Regions from separate parts of the Gossypium hirsutum genome. Here region 1 is linked to region 2. A link is a contact called in public Hi-C data. All regions are on one chromosome and are shown on one strand. The core of a region is the stretch at or near the end of the contact, and the rest is flanking DNA. Distances in the headings are between cores, read along the strand shown.

Region 1 (5,243 bases), core at 123-2,622, 300 kb after region 2:
CTCTTGGATTAATTTAAGCGTGCGTGCTGATAACATATTATAAAACAAGAATAATATATAAAAAGATATATATGATACTAGGGGGATTTCTATTGCATTCTATTATTCATCATCATCATCACAACTAGTATATTCATATATATATATATAGGGAGAGATTAGACTCCTCATTTTTTCTAATACATAAATAGGAAAGGGGTTATAAGGAAATGAAATGTGAAGAGTTAAGGAATATGAAAGGTGAAAAGTTGATTATAATGAACATTCACTTAATAGCATTCATAACAAAAACAAAATTTTTTAACTTTAAATTTAATTAATGAATTGGCACAGGTTCAAAAACATATAAATGCAAAAATATTTTTGTTTTCAATAATTTTAAAATATTATCTTTTACCCTAGTTCAAATCCATATAAATCTAGGAAAATTTTAATTTATTTATCATATTTCTATAATGGAAAACATATGCAAAATGTATTTTTATATTTCCATTATTGAAAACAAATTTTTTTCCTGTTATCAAATGTATTTTTCAAATTTTAAAAAAAATAAAATGAAAACCATTTTTTAAAACATGAAAATAAAAATTCCTTTTTTATTTTATTTTAAAAATAATTTTTATTTTCTTTCTTTTTTTAAAAAATAAAAAAACTTCTTTAGTACTTATTTTCCTATAATAGAAATTGAGAAATAAAATAAAATAATCCCGCACTTATATGAATTTGAGCCAAGGTAACAAGTTTGATAGTTAATACTATTGAATTTTTTTTTTAATGTTTATATGGGTTTAAAAACTAGAGTCAATTCATTTAAACTTTTCAGTTTTACATAAAATAAAGATTAACATTATCAAATAGTTCCATTTTTCATTTCCCAAAATTTATTTTTAAAATTTTCAAATAAATAAAATTTTTCAATGTTTTCTATTTTTCAAGAAAAAGAAAACAGCCTTTATTCCCTAAAATCAAACGGAACTAAAAATTTCACTAAAATTTTCAAAGGTGAAGCCAGCAAATTTACAGAATTCACTCCAATATATTTACTAAAATATCTCTCTTCTAATGTTACTATTTTACATATTTTTAACTTTTAATCTCTTAATTTTATAAGATTTTCTACATATATTTTACTTTTATAAATACATTTTTTTATATACTAAAAATCTTAAATTTAGAAAATATTATAACAATATAAATAAAACATTAAGAAACATTTTAACCATGTAAGGGTTGGATGAACAAGGACAAGTTGGAGTCGAAAGCTGAGGTATTCAACGGATTCCAGTATTTATAAATGAAATGAAATTCGAGCTGATGGAATCCAATCGAATTGGATCAATGATGAGGTCTATATGAGTTAGTTCAGAAGCAGAAGACTTGAGAGGCCTGGAAGAAACTGTTTGTATAAGGGGTTAAGCCCATTGGCTTAGGCCCAGATTAAGGGCTAGGCCCAATTTTCTAAATTCTTTAAATCTCCTCCTCTAAATCTACTATACTAACAAAAATGCTTTGCTTTAATACTAAGGTTTTGGACTTTGAATTTTATGTTATGTTTGAATTTATTTTAATTACTTTTGAGTTAATTATTCAATCTAAGTTTTTATAATAATTAATTTATTGAAATTATTATAACTTACAAATAAATTTTTTAACACTCCTTGAAAATGAAATTTTAATTTAATATATAACACAATGCATGAATTCTAATTAGAAACAAATATACGGATGAAATTTTAATTTTTTGTTTGAGCAAAATAATTAACAGTAATTTTGAGAACAAAAAATAATGACAACCTAAACTATCAATATAGTTGGTTATGCATCAGTTTTGACTATATCATTTGGTGTACATTGTTTTAATCGAAAATAGAAACAATCAATTCTCTTTTTTCACTGTAGTGAAAATTTTAGTTTGTATCAATTTTATTAGTTTATTCTATCTAATTATGATCACACAGATCGAAATATTGTGTATCAACTTATGTATAAATAATATTAAAAATAATATAAAAATATATTTATCATTTATATTAATAAATAATAAATGCTTTAATTTTAACCATTAAACTTTACTGACTTTAACTTTTAAACAACATAAAAAATAAGTAAACAACTTGTATATCAGGGAAGAAGAAAAGAAAAGAAATGCAAAATTTCTAAAAGCTTCACTTCGTATAGGATGATTTTATTGTGAATAATTTTATTGTTTAATATTTTTTTTAAATTGTTAAATGATTGATTTTTGTTTGTGAAATTTAGTAATGAATATTTTATTCTCATTCATTTGAAATCTATAAATATATATTTTAAAAATGTTAATAAATCTGAAACGATACAATCACAACATGCATATACCTATTTATACCAATTCCAATTCTAATAGAAAAAAAAATGTTCCATATATTGCCTATCTTGATAACATCTTATTTTACATATTTGGAACAGGATTGTCAATCGTTCAGAAAGATCAAGAGTAATCTTATAATTCAATTGATATTATTGTTGTAATATACGTGTAATATACTCTAATTTAAAATTTTAGAATTTGTGGAGGTTATATGTAGTTTAGGAGTCATAAAAAAAAAGTTAAGCATTGTCAACTGTCATATTTTTTTCAAGTCTTTTCTTTATCATTGATTGGAATTATTGGGACCCACATGTTTCCTAATCAGTAGGCCTCTGTTAATTTATTATAATCCTGCTTAATTATCAAAGTTCTTTAAACAAGTGAATAAAACAATATTTTAAACTTTAAAAAAATAGAAAAAAGGTTTCTTTATGTATATAATACAAAATTAATATTTACATACCTAAATGGTATGTTAATACCATTATTTATCAAAATGGTATGTTTTTAATATTGTTGGGGGTCGAGGGTGATAGGGTGGCGGCACCAACATTTTTTTCTAGTGCAAACATGGAACCATCATTAGCATATGATTTGTATTTAAAAAAATGTATTTAAATGGTGGACGGAGTAGGATAGACGACACTTGTATTTTGTGTCCATACACAGGTGAAACTGGGTAAAAATACGGGTTACACGAGTGAGGATATTTTAAAGGCGGAACCTAGTGGAGGGTCCTTGACTGGTGGCACCCAGTGGAAAAGCCTTATTTAAGCAGTGTTTTCTTGAACGATTTTGAAGATAAGAAAAGAAGAGGAAAATTTTTTGTTGTAGTAGAAGAGAAAATATTGAAGAATTTGTAAGGTTAGTATATACCAATTTTATTTTTTTACAATATATTTTTTTAAAAATAAAATATTGAGAAATTTAATTATTTTTATATATTTAGTATTGTAGATATATAATCAATTTTTCGTATGCATTTATCCATCGAACTTCATTTATTCAAACAGGACTTATCATTTATTGGGCATTATCAGATATGTATTCAATTTTCATATGCATGACAACTACATAATTGTCATACACAACATTCAATTTAAGCATATAAATGTACAAATTTAGTTACACGAACTTACCTCGTCACTTGCTCGTATACAGAGATCTACTAATCTGATATTTTTTTCTTTTCCTCGATCTAACTCTTTATTTGATCTTTCCGGATCCAATTAGGCTTGCTTGATTTTCTTTCTCTTTCCTAGGGTTTCAATAGAATTTGGAGAAGAAGATGATATAATTTGATGATATTAGATATTTATTTTATTTATCATCTTTTATTTATTTCAATTTCCAATTTATTCCTTTTCTTTTTCTAATTTTTCATGGTTGAATCATAAAAAGTAATTACTAAATTTCCTTAATGGTCTAATTACCATATAAGGACTTCAAGTTTTGAATTCTATAGCTATTTAATACTTATAGCTAATAGAACTCAACTTTTGCATTTTATTCAATTTAGTCCTTTCTATAATTAAACATGAAATCGGTAAAATTTTCTTATCGAAATTTTCATACGTCTTTCCTATCATAATATAGACCATGCAATAATATTAAAATAAATTTTCTTTCTAACTCAGATTTGTGGTCCCGAAACCACTGTTTTGATTTTACTGAAAACGGGTTGTTACACTATAAGAATGCAGATTGGCAGAAACTAGTTGTGAAAATGAGTAAAATTTAGTTTCAAAATATGTTTTAAATGTTTTTAATACTTCCACAAATTAATTTGAAAATGTAACTTGTCTTTTCAGAATACATATGCAGTGTACGAGTTAAAGCCACTCGATTGTTGAGAAATTCAGCAGGGGTATGTTAATGAACCACAAGTGTGAGTGGATGTGAGCAAATGGGGGAATAATAGTCGTAATGTCTGGGAAGTAATATGACATCCAGATGAACTGCACAATTAATAACATCATTATAGTAGCACCAGTCAAATAACATAACTAAAGTAATTAAATGTAATGAATATTAGTAAAAATTACCCCCTCCTCGACGTGTGTTTCAATCATCTGGCGGTAAATCGGAAGCATCTATGATCTCCCTATACTCGAAGAAGAACTCCATCTATGAAAAAAGTAAACTTGTTAGAACAAATTTTCGTAAAAAATTCAAAATTTTTGTTATAATGGTTAAATTTTATCACCTATTCACGAGTTGGAAGACATATGTTTGGTGAGTAACTGATGCCAAGAATGGCATCCTATAAAGCGCCCAGGACTGCAATAATACCAAACACCCGCTTATGTTTACGGCATGAAGCTTTTTCATTCGAAAAAGCTCGCGATACAATGTACCCAGTATTAGTGAGCCCTAATTGTACGAATGAGCAGCGTATAAATCAGATAACAGGGGAAAATATGTAATAGCCCGATTTTGGGCCTAGTCGGAACAGTGGTTTCGGGACCACTATTCCAAGGCCAGAGAAAATTATTTTAGTATTATTTTATGTGTTATAATATGATTTTATAAGTGCATGTTAATTTTGGTATATTAATTTTAGCGATTTCTAGTCCAATTTCGAAAAAGGACTAAATCGCGTAAAAAGTAAAAGTTGTGTTTTAATACCTAAAGGTGTTAAATTGCCTTGTATCTTAAATTGGGGGTCTTTAAAGTGAAATTAGGCCATTGAAAGTGTGATGGCCGGCCATGGGAGACAAAATAGTTGAAAAGTCAAAATTAGACAAAATAGTTTTATTATTAACAAATAAAAAAAAAGAAAAGAAAAAGCTATCATTTTTCTCTTCCCCTTCACCGAAATATGCAGCAAAGAAAGGGTTTTGAAGCTGGAAAATTTCAGCAACATATTTCCCTTGCTTGTAAGTGATTTTAATGT
Region 2 (4,939 bases), core at 83-2,582:
ATAATAACTCTAAGGAATGAGACACTTCATAACAAATACCCACTCTCAACACTTTTAGGAAAATATAGGCCTTCATTTATTATAAAATGTTATAAATTATTTTTATATTAATATTTACATATTTTACATTTAAATAAAAGATATTGATATTATTTAATTTAAATTGGATTAACGAACCCAACTTAGGCCTTAGCTACCACCTCAGTGCCATCATTACTTGGTGTGAATAGGGGGTGGTTGATAAGTATAGTAAATTAGTGAATGATTAAGATAACAAGGTGAGAACCCATTAATTCACTTATAAAAGTGTAGGACTTAGTTAGAAGAATGATGAAAATTTTCTACGTTGGAGTTTGGGTTCTAATTCTTAATCATTTGTTGAAACTCAATCCTATACAACTAACCCAAAAGTTTGTGAAAAGTCAATCAACTTTAAACCAACAAGAAACAAAATTTGAGCTAAATAATCATTCCAAGGTTTGGGAAAGTCGTATTATTTTATTGATTGCAATTATGCTCTAAACTCAGTCCATTATAACCAAAAGAGCCATTCAAAGACAAAGGTTTAATTGATTTCAAGGTTAATGGTAGTATAACTATCATCCCCATTTCAATTAGTTTTTGGATGTTTTATTTCAACTTTTTCTAAGTATCAATAGTGTAACAATTAAATCAATTTATCAATTTAGTCATTAGTTTGAGTATTAAATATTAATTTAAATATAACATGGAGTATATTTAAAATACATGAATCAAATTGTAAACAAATATATAAGAACTGCATAGATAGCTTAGGTCTAATTAAAAAAAAATTATTCTCACTTTTTGTTTTTGAACAATTTTGATGTAAGCTATTCATGTATTAGATATACACATGTTTGGAGTTTGATCCATACGTTTCAAATATGCTTTAAATCATATTAAAATTCACATAAATGCCTAAATTGACAACTAAACTAAAGAGAAGACTTGATTGATATAATACTAATATTTTGAGGGGTCAATTAGAATGCATTAAAATTTAGGGATGAATTTAAATTTCAAGTGATGCTTGAGGATGTTTGGTGAAAATAAGCTATAAAATAAGAATCTCATATTTGCCTCAAATGCATGAAAAATATTGGATTCAGTGAGTGATCTTAAATTAATAACTGTGTGTTGTTTGAAAATTGCAACCTCCAAAATCACCCATCACTTCACACAACTTGTCTTGTGAAGAAACAAACAACAGGTTTTGTGATCTTTCTTGCCTGTTTTGTCCTTAAGACATGGACAATTATGTATATATCTCTTTTCCTGGGTATTAGGATAAGAAGGGTATAGGCCAAAAATGCTGCAACAAGTTGATGATGTAAATGCCAAACTGCACCATCAATTGCCAGCTCTCAGTTTAACATAGATACATCAACATCTATCTTGTAAATGCACATTTCTTCTTCTTTTTTTTAATCATATGTGAATTCTAAGCAATAGGCCTTTCAAGTATGTTGTTCACAAGGGAAATTCCTATCACTTCACCAAAAAAAATTGACTGGAAAATTACAATATATATATTTTTTAATTTCAAAATATCACACCAAAAAATTTAATATTATTAACAATTAAACCTAAATTTTAAAATCTAAAATTTACAAGGACTAAATTCATAAAAATAAAAAATACAGTAACTAAATTCTAAATTTTAAAGAATACAGGAATTTGTGGCATTTGTTAATCAAATGGAAATGGGTAAAGTTCAGCCTGCTTTTTAATGGAATGAGTGTGATGGTGGAGTGAAAATCTGCCTACTTTAGGACCTGTTCAGTTACCTCAGTAAAATGAAAAACCTGAAAATATATATCCATTGCCAACAAAGCTTCCAATAGGCTCCGTTTAGCATTACGGTCCAACATGGTTTTTGAGATCAAAAGCTGTTTCTTCACAGAAAAAGTAATGCTAACCCAATAAAAACATTAAAATCATAGTTAACCAGGAGTATTGGTTGCTTACATCATCTTTTAATCATATGATTGGAAATTTAATTTTTGTTTAGGGAAATGAAACATATTTTATAGGAAATTTTTTTAATTTTGCCTCTTGTTTTTTAGCATTTGGAAGTTGAATTTAGATAAAACAACTTAATTATCCTTATATTTTTAATGTTATTTATTATTTTAAATATGTACTTGTTTTACATTTCAATTTTTGATCCCACATTTCAAAGTAATGGACAAACGCTTATAAATCGGTAAACCACATTTTTTTCAAACATACTTCGTTTTCAATCAAGCTTTTCTAAACAAAGTTTATTTTCCCAACAACAATGCTCTCCTATTTATGATCTTGTTAATGAAACCCCAATTTGAAGCAACAAACTTTTGGATTGATTACTAATTTTGAATAACATGTTGAGGAAGGAAAACGACCCCACGTTGACTAGTCAATAATTGGACGTACTTATAATTTTATATAGCTAAAGACGTGTTTTTCGAAAGAACAAAACCGTGAAGTTGATTGCAAACTATCCTTACTAAACACAACAGATAGAACTTCAAAATTACAGTTAATTGCCATAGAATTCAAGAATTATCATTCGTACAACACAAGAGACGGGTCCAATTCATCCAGCACTAGAAATTTTTTGCAGGTTCGAACAATAACAAGTTGGCAATTTATGACTTGACTGCAAAGAAAAGAAGATGATGGGGTTGGTATCAAATCAAGAAAGAAAGGGATTCCAATTCTGGGAATATGCTTTTTTCTCATAAAAATCAAACAGAATAAAGCTGGCCCCATAAAACCTGAAAGATGAGCCATTATCAATAGCCATTGTGGAAACTTCAAACCCCAAATCATTGTGAACAAACACTATTATTACTTCTTCATTGGCTATATTGTTGTGGACCTTGGTCCATAGTGGAGTTTATACATGGCATCTGACTATATATCTTACTTCCACCTTTTTTTTATTTCACAATAAAATCAATGATTTATGGACTTAAAAGACTGCTATGTTTGAGACCAACTTGAATAGAGGGGAAATACAATAGGTGGCAGTGACAGTGTATCAAATTATTGTATTTTAGCATATGGAACCTGATTGGCTTCTTATCCAAGCTTTTTTATTTTTCAATGCTAATCCAGTTATATATGTTTGGAAATTCAAGGACATGGAATAGAATGTCTGCCTATATGGCTAATGGAGTGAAACTATTTGTTTGAATTATATATATCTTGAACAAAGTGAAGTTATATAATCAAAAATATTTGTTTCCTAGTTTATATATAATTGAGTTCCTTCCAGTAATTCACTACATATATAGTGAGAATATTATTTTATCACAATAATATGTAAACTCTGGTCAAATTTTAACTTTGGTCTTTATAATTTAATTCTCGTATAATTAATTCAAGATTTTAACAGTACCGTTGAATATTGAGCAATATAGTGCTAAGTTTTTTTTTAAATTTAATCGAACAACTTAATGTAAAAAAAGCAAAATTATATGGCAATCAAATGCTTAGAGTACTTTTTTTTTTGAAAAAAAAAACCCATTACATTACTTTAACAAAAATAATTTGAACGTGTTAATAATTTAAACTAATTAATACATTATAAAAGCGAGAAAATTAAATATCAAATTTTCATATATTTTAGTTAAAAATATAGAAGAAAAAGAAGAGAATCAAATTCCTATTACGTGGCATCGATTTCAACCTATCTTGCATTGTCCAGTTCCTTCAAGACAACAGCATATCAATCAAGGGTTTTGCGTTACAAGTACACTTACACGATATTTGGTTAGAGGGAATGAAACCTTATTCATTAAATGATAAAACATTTATTCGTTTAGTTGAATATAATACTCATTTAGTAGAATAATTATTATTATTTTATTATTTATCTTTGTGTAATAGTTACTTTTTGAATTTTTTGGTATCATCAAAGAATGGTTATTCCATGCAACCTTGAATAACAAAACAACATTAATTCTTAGATTAGTTCTTTAAAACTTGAACTAAAAAAAATATAAAAATATAAAATAAACTATTTTAAAAATATTATATTTTTATTAAATTATATTTAATAATAATACTATTAAAATATAATAATAAAAATAATCATTTATCTAAAAAATTTTTTGCTAAGGGTACTATACTCATTTTAGTTTTCTTTTTTTTATGTTATTATGACATCTATTCCATTTAACTAAATAAAAGAATACTGTTGAGCCCAATTTATGCCCAGGCCCACACATATACAAAATTAAATATAAAAAACTAAACCCAAATATAAAAACACCTATTAAAACCCAATACAAAACAGACCTAAAGCCCAACAGATTACCCAAAACCTATCCCACATCTCTCAACCCAATACACAAAACATAAAGCCAACCTAAAACCCGAGCAGCAGAAGGAAATCGGCGCCGCAAGCTTCGAGTCCAAGCAGCGTACGATGCGCGCCAAGCTTCCGAATCGTGCGCTACTCCATGCCACGCTCCCACGCCTCCGAGATATCTGCAAAGGCAAACAACAGTAGAAGATTTTCATTTTATTTCTAGGCTATAAAAAGCCATTGAAAACACTGTAATTGGGGGATTTTTTTTGGAAATAAAGAGAAATTACGGAGAGATATAGCAGATTTTTTGAGTAATATTTTAGTACGACCCAATAGAAACAAAGGTGATTATGATTTTTTATTCTTTTTCGAGTTTTAATCCTCAACCCCTTGTTACGAATTTGCTTCTTTTTTTTCTCTTTTTTTCTTATAGTAAAACAAAGTTTTTAAAAATAACAATAAAAAAGGATTGTAAGAGGGCCTTACCTGGCTCGTCGGCCACCGCGGTGTGCATTTGGGGAAGGTGGAGCCGCGACGATGGGCGATCTATGCCCTTGCGGAGGGAAAAGGGGAAAACCCCTCTTTTCTCCCTATGATTTTGGCTCAAATGAGCCACAA

Evidence for each region. Hi-C and Micro-C count contacts between places; a contact is called where the count stands out from the background.
Region 1: a Hi-C map of leaf shows a contact between it and region 2, with 2.1 times the contacts expected there. The contact joins two enhancer-like sites. A contact is called at or near these places in 11 of 34 Hi-C or Micro-C datasets (callus, fibers, hypocotyl and 2 more).

The regions. Positions count from the first base shown.
Region 1 is chrA06:26,137,824-26,143,066 of Gossypium_hirsutum_v2.1, forward strand. LOC107963569 (a long non-coding RNA gene) reads left to right here and starts at 5,130. Exons shown (of 3, transcript XR_001701978.2): 1 at 5,130-5,226. Within about 2 kb of position 1,373, at least 3 of the 9 cell types and tissues checked have an H3K27ac peak or open chromatin away from gene starts, as enhancers often do. A contact at or near this core is called in leaf, where this site is marked.
Region 2 is chrA06:25,836,004-25,840,942 of Gossypium_hirsutum_v2.1, forward strand. LOC107962825 (a long non-coding RNA gene) reads right to left here. Exons shown (of 2, transcript XR_001701788.2): 1 at 4,808-4,939; 2 at 4,259-4,500. Among protein-coding and RNA genes, the nearest start is that of LOC107962825, 2.8 kb to the right of the region's middle. Within about 2 kb of position 1,333, at least 1 of the 9 cell types and tissues checked has an H3K27ac peak or open chromatin away from gene starts, as enhancers often do. A contact at or near this core is called in leaf, where this site is marked.